Linked DNA regions of Sus scrofa: all the other regions are linked to region 1. A link is a contact called in public HiChIP or PLAC-seq and promoter capture Hi-C data. All regions are on one chromosome and are shown on one strand. The core of a region is the stretch at or near the end of the contact, and the rest is flanking DNA. Distances in the headings are between cores, read along the strand shown. Region 1 holds the start of KCMF1 (E3 ubiquitin-protein ligase KCMF1). Region 2 holds the start of SUCLG1 (succinate-CoA ligase alpha subunit). Region 3 holds the start of DNAH6 (dynein heavy chain 6, axonemal).

Region 1 (2,958 bases), core at 260-2,759:
AAAATACAGAATCCTTGGACACAATATACTGAGTCAATCTAAACATTACAATTAGTAATCCAAATCTTGATATTTGCTCTAAATATAATTTTGATCAGTCTGAGTTTTTTCAATCTAGAAATTCTAAGGGCTGTATTTCCCTAAGAATTCCCTTCCAACGGTGTGATGCACACACGAATCTGACTCACTAAACTTTCTCCACTCCTACATCACCTATACAGGATTTTAACATCAAGAGTACACAATATCTTCAAGCAACTTCTACGATCTTGCATTAACCTTACCAGGATAAACTTTTCTCCAAGTCTCCTAGTACTTTTTATTTAAAGACCTGTGGTAGTGAAACAAAGAAAACACCCCCCCCCTTAAACCATATGGCAGCAAATTGAAGTTAACTTATTTTTTCCCAGCTCAACGCCTATACACTGGCCCTAAACATTTTTTCTCTTTGTGTCCTAGGACCAGGCTAGAGCCGTCCGCTTATTTGCGACTGTACCCCCATCATGTTTTTAAATCGCAAAACAAAGTCCAAAACGACCCCTGACCACCAATACACCTCACCGTGGTCATGTACCAAAACCTGGCTTAGGTAGATCGCGCACGCCGGGCGAGAGGCCCTTAGCGGGCCGTGAGCGCGTCTCCCTCCGACCTGGTGACCGAGTAGGGAGTTTGCTCGCCCGGCCGGGCCGGATCCGCCCCGGGAACTTGGTTACCCGAGCCCAGGGACGCACCGAGGCCTACCCGCGAGGCCGGGGCGGGCTCCAGGCAGCGGGGGCTTCCCGTTCCCCGGCCACAGAACCTTCCCGCCCGGCCCGCGGTCGCCAGCAGGCAGGGGCACTCGCCGTTGTCTCCCGGCGACGGGACGCGCCCGCCGGGTCCCGGGCCGGCTCCTCTGTCTCCTGCCGCCGTCCGCGGCCCCGCTCGGCGGCCGCGCCGAGCCCTTCCGGGACGGAGGGAGCACTAGGCCGCGCCGGGGCCCCGAGGCTCCGGGGCCAGCCGGGCGGGCCGCGGCGTCCGGTATCAGTCCCGAGGGCCGGGCTCCCGCCGGTAACGGGCCCCGCCGCCTCCCCTCCCCCTCCCCCGCCCCATGACAGTGCAAACCCTCCGGCCAGCCCGGCCGCCCCGCCTCCGGCACCAGGCCCAGCTCAGGGCCGCGGCCGTGGCGGCGGCAGCGGCCGTGGCGGCGGCGGCGGCGCCGCGGTTCTCCGCCCTCGCTCGCTCGCTCGCACACGGGCCCGGCGCCCCTCGGGCCCGGCTCGGGCTCGGCCGAAGTCTCCGCCGCTTCCCGGCCGCCCTCTGCGGCGCCCGGCCCGGGCGGGGTAGGCCGAGGCCCGGGCGGTGGGGTGGGGGCGGGGGCTCCTCTCACCTTCATGTCGGGACATCCTAGTTCAGACGGTGGCGGCGCGGCCCCTCCCGGGCTCCGGCTGCAGTGTCCCCCGCGGGGTCCCGGCGCTGACCGCGCCGGCCGGCCGACTCCCACTCGACTCCCAGGCTCGGCCGCGGGGGCGGGGTGGGCAGGGGAGCGCTCCCGCGGCGGCGGCGGCGGCGGCGGCGGCGGCGGGGAGGCGGCGCGGGGCGGGAATGGGGCCGGGCCTGGCCGGGGCTGAGCTCCTCCAGGAGGCGGGTCCGACGCCGCGGCTCCGCCGGCGCCCGCCGTGACTCGGTCACTCTCGGGCCCGCAGGCTCCCGGCTGCGGCGCCGCGCTCCGCAAATCCCGCTCCTCCCCTCCCCCGGCCCACCCCCCGCCCCTCTCCCCCGGCTCCCGGCCGCCGCCTCCTCCTCCTCCTCTTCCTCCTCCTCCGCCTCCTTCCGCCGCCCGCACGCCGGCCCCGCCTCTCGCTGCCCGCGCCGGGCCCAGCCGCCCGGAGTCCCGCGGTCGGAGGGCGTGGAGGCGGCGCGGCGGCGGCGGCGGCGGCTCGGGGTGCAGCGTTTGCCCGCGCTCGCCGGCAGGCCGCGGTCGGGCGCCCGAGCCGGGCCTCCGCCTGGCAGCCGCCGCGCCGCCGCGCAGCGCGTAGGGAGGAAGAGGAAATGCCCGGCTGCCTGCGTCCGTGGCTTGCCGGTACGGCCGGCCCGCGTGGTCCGAGGGCCGCCGGACCGCCCCCAGCCCAGCCTGGGGCTTAACCGGGCCCGGGCCGTGGCCGCCCCGCTGTTGGGCCGGGCTGACCACGGCGGCGAATGCTTCTCGGCGGCGAGCTGCGACCCCGAGGGGCTCCCGCCTTCGGGCGCTTGGCTGCCGTGTCGACAGCGGGCAGGGCCCTGCAGTCCCCGACGCCGAGGAGAGACTGCGGTCCGGTTGGGGCCATGTGTGTGTGTTTCTTTTTAAGGCAGGAGTCTTGAAGGAAAAAGCGGCTGGCCTCCGGGCGTTGTCCGGTCTTGCTCGGCCTGGCGACTCGCGGTCGAGAGGGTATGGGCGCGGGAGGCCAGCCTCGAGGAGGCCGGGCTTGGCTGCTGTGCCTCAAGGCCAGCTCCTCGGGTACCCTCTCTTTCGAAGACTTCTCTCCCGCCAGCCCGGCTGTCGGGCAGGACCCACGCAAAGTTTGTTCCAGCAGCTTGGCTCACCCTCAGTGCACTGTTCTGAAAACTGTTGGGGGTGTGTGTGTGTGTGTGTTTAATGTGTGTGATAGCTTTTTTCCTGTCTGTAAACTACTTAACCGTTTTTACCTCTTTTACACTTTTCTTTTACATTATTACCCTCTTCCTTGTCAACTTTGTTTCAGGCATTATTTATCAAATACTTATACTGCCCCTTACCACGTGGCAGTTGGTAGTGTGGTTTGGTGGAAAGATTCATTTTGGAGTCACGACAGATTTGCCGTGGATTTTGGTTTTCATATCCTCTGTGTAACCTTGGACAAGCTTTTTTAATCTTTCCAAGTCTCCTTTTCTTTGTCTTTTGTTTGGTTTGGGGCTGATTTTTATTAAAGTGTGTAGTTGATTTACAGTGTTGTGTCAGTTTCT
Region 2 (2,958 bases), core at 331-2,830, 430 kb after region 1:
CTCTCAGACACTATGTAGAGTTCTTAACCTCCTGAGCCACAGAGAACTCCTAATGTTTATTTTTTCACATGGACATTCTTTATTTGTGGTCAATGCGTCCTTTTCTCTAATAATTAAAGCAGATGTACAACATATGTTTGCTGGACCACAAACAGGCTATTTTAGCATCAAATTCAAGTTATCTCAAGTATAAGCCAGATTTCTATATCTCAATATGTGAACATTTATTATTAGCCTGTGTAAATGAAATTTCCACATTTCAAGAAGTTAAGTGCCAGTAAGGTAGCTTTTGGTCTTTGCTGTCATATCCTTATCTTCACTACAGAGTTCAGATTCACTTCTGTAATTTTTCTGGTCTTCACAAAGGAAGGCGGTAAGGAGTTTCCCCCTCTCCATATGGTAGATGGGGAAATGATGAGAGGTCTGCACCTGGGCTTTAGAAGAGACATGGAAGGTTCTGCACAGCATTTTTTTTTTTTTTTTTGTCTTTTTGCCTTTATGTGAGCCACTCCTGCGGCATATGGAGGTTCCCAGGATAGGGGTCTAATCGGAGCTGTAGCTGCCAGCCTACGCCAGAGCCACAGCAATCGGGATCCGAGCCGGGTCTGCAATCTACACCACAGCTCATGGCAACAACGGATCGTTAACCCACTGAGCAAGGGCAGGGACGGAACCGCCACCTCATGGTTCCTAGTCGGATTCGTTAACCACTGCGCCAAGACGGGAACTCCTGCACAGCAATTTTCACCTCCCTTGTTGCAGAAACTGCAAAAACCGTGGCAGTGGAAGGAGACAAACGGCACTCAGAGATACGGAAAAGCAAGGTTTATTCAGCACCAGTGTGGGCTCAGATGAGTCACCTCCAGAGTCTGAGCACCAGGTCTTTGTTCTCAGCAAATTTTATACATTATAAGGTCTTGAATTTCCCATGTAAGCATCCCGGCCCTCCCCCCTTCCACAAGCAGTGTTCCTCCCTAAGAAACTGAGCAAGCAAGGTTACAGAAGCAGAACTGATAAGCAATGCTAGCTACAGGATTAGCAGGGCTGCGGACTTGGACATAGGGCACACAGTTGCTACATTATTACAAGAAAGGTGGTATGAGGCAGAGCCTAGCTGGAAAGGCTTGCAGCTGTCTTTCTAGCCAAGATGGGGGGGGGGGGGTTTCTTAGTTAAAACTCCTATTTCAGCCTCACTGTTTCCTCACTCCTTTTGACAGCCCTCCCCCTTGACTCTCTCCTTTCCCCTTCCCTTCCGTAAGGTCCCCCTAAACCACTAACAAGCTGTAGCCATCGAACTACATTTCCCACAACATCTTGCGCCGTCCAGCTTCAGTGGGGTTTCCCCTGAGCTGCCGTTACAATTAATATAGAATCAAATCCACGTTTCCAGAGAAAAGCCGAGTTATTGTACACGTCTGCATTAGGATGGCTGTTTCTTCTCCACCTTCGGAGGCGGAGTGTATGTAAAGAGGCCTCTGCAGAGAGAAATTTATACCGGCAAATGCTCTGGCCACCCTCTTCCTTCTCGCGCCTCGGCCCCTGCCGATTCCAGGGGGCCTAGGAGTGTCATTGGCGGATGACCGCAGGCCTCGTCGCCGCCCCGGCCGCCGCCACCATGGCCTCTGGCAGCAGCGGCCTTGCCGCCGCCCGCCTCCTCTCGCGCTCCTTCCTCTGTGAGTCCGGTTGGGGCGCTCTTTCCGAGCCTCCGCGGCTTCCCGGCCTCGTTGGACCCGCGCCCCGGTCTAGGCCGGGGCTGGGCCCTCCGGGGCGGGACCTCGGCGGGGGCCCAAATCCGCGACCCTTTGCAATGGAGGGAGCTTTGCTGGATGTTTCGGGTGGGGACATAGAGTTACTGAGCCAGGATTCGGGTCTGGGAGCCCTGCAGACCGGGGAGCACGCCCATGATCCCGCGGTGCTGAGTGGTGGGATGAGGGCTGCATCTAGAATTGTTCTTTTGGAGAGGTGGTCTAGGATGAGCTCAGCTGGAAGGGTGAGTGGGTTGAGAGGTAGGAGTAGGAGATCAGTAGGAAATTGGAGGGTGAAGCTGAGCTTTGTGCGGCGGGTCCTACATCTGTAATTGTCCTTTTCAGTAGATTTTAGGGTGGGTTCTGCACCGGGAGTCCGCACAGCACATAAAACTAGAAGCTTAGGCTGGGACCTTAACCAAGTTATATCTCCACCACGCGGTGTGAATCCTTCAGTTCCTGAAAACTTAATACCCACGCTTGCTGGTAATGCTGACTATTGAAAATTCTTGTTCAAAGTCTCAGTGGTTGTTAGGTAGGTTGTGTAGGAAAAGACTTTGGAATCAGCCACATCAAGTTTGAAGTCTGGCTAGTCTATACGGTCTATGTAGTAACTCAGAGGCATGTTTCTAAATCTGTTTCTCCATTTCTCTTTCAAATCCCAGGAAAATAACACCATATTTTAGTGACCCAGAGATACCATCACTTGTAAGATGCACTGTTGATTTGTCCGCCACTAATGGTGGAAAATGGTTGCTGATTAAAATTGTGACACACCATTGGTTGTCCGTTGCATCCTGATTTAAAGAATGTTAAAAAGTGAAAGAAAATGTGCATCCTAGAAATGAAGTACAGGATGATCTGGGTTCACTATGCAGAAAAAATGAAACACTTTATATAAAGCACTTGGGGTGTAACAGGCACTTAACCAAAGTTTTCTTCTCTTTCTCTTTCTTCTACTTTGCTTGTCATCTTATTGCTGTGCTGAATATTGGATGAGACAATTTACTGAGAATACTGCATTCTAAAAGTGTACGGCTATGACTGTACACTCTATAGCTATGCTTAGCTACCAGATCACTTGAGGCTAAACTTTGGTAAGTAGGAAGAAAGTTTTCTGGAGATTTTTATTATGTAGCTTAAAAAAATAATTGAGGGTGTTGTAGGCAGAAAGAGAAAAGGGATTGGTTATACCCACGTCTTTATCTTCTGG
Region 3 (2,958 bases), core at 309-2,808, 410 kb after region 1:
AGGGACAGTTCAAAATACAGGTTATTCCAAGACAGGCAATCTGAGATATATAGCCTAGGTATTCACAGAGAAACCAAATAAAGGAGTTAAAAAAGAGCTCCCATCATGGCTCATTGGTAACAAACCTGACTAGTATCCATGGGGATGTGGGTTTGATCCCTTGCCTCGCTCAGTGGGTTAAGAATCTGGTATTGCCATGAGCTGTGGTGTAGGTTGCAGACACGGCTCAGATCTGGCATTGCTGTGGCTGCAGCTCCAATTCAACCCCTGGCCTGGGAACTTCCGTATGCCGCAGGTGTGCCCCCCCCCCAAAAAAAAGAAGAAAGAAAGAAAAAAGATTTGAGGGCTAAATTATAAAGCAAGCAGTGCTTCTGGAGTGTTTACGTGCAGAGAACCACTTGAGGAGTTTGTGAAAAGGCAGATTCTAGAACACAGAACCATGAGCCTTTTGTAGTGGTTTTATACCCTCACTACCACTTACTCTGCAGCCTCACCAGATGGGTGGAAATACTTTCCTTCAAAACAGTATTTCAACACATGAGGTCTTCAACCAAGAGTCAGAGGCTCAGGCTTAAATCTAGATCTGAGCTGGCCAATGAAAATATAATGCAAATCTCCTGCGCAATTTAAAATTTTCAAGTAACCGGAGTTCCCGTCGTGGCACAGTGGTTAACGAATCCAACTAGGAACCATGAGGTTGCGGGTTCGGTCCCTGCCCTTGCTCAGTGTGTTAACGATCCGGCGTTACCGTGAGCTGTGGTGTAGGTTGCAGACGCGGCTCGGATCCTGCGTTGCTGTGGCTCTGGCGTAGGCCGGTGGCTACAGCTCCGATTCAACCCCTAGCCTGGAAAACTCCATATGCCGCGGGAGCGGCCCAAGAAATAGCAACAACAACAACAACAAAAAGACAAAAAAAGACAAAAGACATAAAATTTTCAAGTAACCACGTTCAAAATCAAAAACAAAAAAAGGAACAGGTGAAACTAATTTTAATAATGTGCTTTCTTTAACATATCCAAAATACTATCATTTCAACATGTAAGCAACGTAAAACTCATTCATGTGATAGTTTACTTTTTGTTTCCACGTCTTCAAAATCCCGTGTTTCACCTTTAGGGCATATCTCAATTCAGACTAGCTCCCTGTGGCTAGTGGCTACCATACTGAATAGCGTAGGTCCAAGAGCTGACCACTTAGTGTGAGACCTCGCACAAGTATCTTGATATCTCTATTGGTCACTTCCCAGCCCTCTAAGATACTAGGTAGGTGGCACGTAAATACTAAAATGCCTTTGGACTGATTCCCTGACTCTCCCAGCCTTTCCTTTTGTACTCCAAAAAGCCATGCTGTTTCACGCCGCGAAACTGGAGTTCAGCCCCACATCTCGTTTCCTCTGGACTCACCAAGTCAGACTAAAGCGGCTGTCGCTGCCGTTGAGGGACTCCCAAGACACATCAAAGCAGGATCTGGAAGTACAAAGTTATCTCTATGCAAGGCTTGTTTCCCGTTGCCTGGCAGCCAAGAGGCCTCCGCGGATGCGCACTGCGCCTGTGCGCGATCTATCGCCACAGCAACGCCTCAGCCAACTGTAGCTCTGGGTCCAGGACAGTACCGGACAGTCGAGCCAATGATTGTCTCCGGAAATTTTCCTACGTCGCTGATTGGTGAAGAGCCCTCACTCGACCTGCCCGGCTCCTTCTCCAAGTTGGGAGGTGAGCACCTGCAAGGCCGAAAGGCGGGGCAACCGAAGGAAGAGGTTAGTTCTGTTGGTTCCTTCGCTTATCAGCTGCTCGCGCCTTCCTTTTCTGTTGCCCCTCAAGAGGCTTGATACTACCTTGACATTCGCTTTAATCTAACCTATTCTGGTTAGAAAAATCGAGTGCCTAGGTAGACAGTTCGGGTCCCACTCTCCGAGGGCGTGACCAGCTAGCATCTCTGCCCCACCTATCGACCTCCTCCTGGGAGTGTCCTAAGGCGCAAGGAATGCGGGTTCCTCTTTCCCTCAAATTTTACTGTGCCCTTTCTACTAATGTTCTTTTCCATCGGGCATGTAACCTGGTGTCAGGTATAACCCGAGTTCTTATTACTTGGTCCCTGAGCTTTATATGCTAAAGCAGACCCTGGATCTTGTTTTGGCATTTAGACCGACTTAATTAAGTTCCCAAACAACTGCAGCTGGTATTGTATGGAAGCGACCCCGCTGAAGTCCGGTGCAGGTTGTTTACTGAAGGAAGATGTCTTGTCCCAGTTAGTGATCAGGGGAAGCAGCCCGTTTACCTAATGTGGGGAAATGTTGCACCAGCTGGCAGAGTCTTGGTTTTCGATCTCCCCTCCAAAATGACATCACACCGCTGAAAGTCATTATTTTTCCCCCTTTTGGTCCCTCTTTTTAAACAAACAAACAAGAACAAACAAAAAACCTTGATATTTGTTTTTTGCCTTGAATGCAAAGTCCTATAATGAAGTGTTTTACATAGCATACTCACAACCTGCATTTTCTCAACCTTAAGATATTCGGGTACGTGTTTACATGCTAGGCATGACACCACCCACAAGGTAGAGAAATATAATAATAGAGCTGGAAAAGAGGTAACAGATTATTCACTCCAACTACTACCCCACTGATTAACATCAGAACTGAAACCCAGGAAGAGAGAGAGTAAGTGATTTACTCCAGGTCAGGCACCTAGTCCTGGCAGAGATAAAACTGGAATACAGATCTCCTAATCCTTAATCAGTAACTGGAAACAGCAAGGGAGTAACTTCAACTTAAAAACAATTCCGGGAGTTCCCGTCGTGGCGCAGTGGTTAACGAATCCAATTAGGAACCATGAGGTTGCGTGTTCGATCCCTGCCCTTGCTCAGTGGGTTAACGAACCGGCGTTGCCGTGAGCTATGGTGTAGGTTGCAGACGGCTCAGATCCCGAGTTGCTGTGGCTCTGGCGTAGGCTGGCAGCT

The links. Promoter capture Hi-C pulls out the DNA fragments that hold promoters and counts their contacts. HiChIP or PLAC-seq counts read pairs in DNA pulled down with a chosen protein or histone mark.
Region 2: an H3K27ac HiChIP or PLAC-seq map of alveolar macrophages shows a contact between it and region 1. The contact joins the promoter of SUCLG1 here to the promoter of KCMF1 in region 1. A contact is called at or near these places in 2 of 2 datasets of contacts at active chromatin or transcription factors (alveolar macrophages and skeletal muscle).
Region 3: a promoter capture Hi-C map of liver shows a contact between it and region 1, with 9 times the contacts expected there. The contact joins the promoter of DNAH6 here to the promoter of KCMF1 in region 1. A contact is called at or near these places in 2 of 5 promoter capture datasets (fetal liver and liver) and 1 of 47 Hi-C or Micro-C datasets (embryonic fibroblasts).

The regions. Positions count from the first base shown.
Region 1 is chr3:59,706,928-59,709,885 of Sscrofa11.1, forward strand. KCMF1 (E3 ubiquitin-protein ligase KCMF1) reads right to left here and starts at 1,510. Exons shown (of 7, transcript XM_021087303.1): 1 at 1,367-1,510. The coding sequence starts at 1,382.
Region 2 is chr3:60,140,861-60,143,818 of Sscrofa11.1, forward strand. SUCLG1 (succinate-CoA ligase alpha subunit) reads left to right here and starts at 1,581. Exons shown (of 9, transcript NM_214409.2): 1 at 1,581-1,673. The coding sequence starts at 1,616.
Region 3 is chr3:60,112,716-60,115,673 of Sscrofa11.1, forward strand. DNAH6 (dynein heavy chain 6, axonemal) reads right to left here and starts at 1,559. Exons shown (of 77, transcript XM_021087305.1): 1 at 1,404-1,559.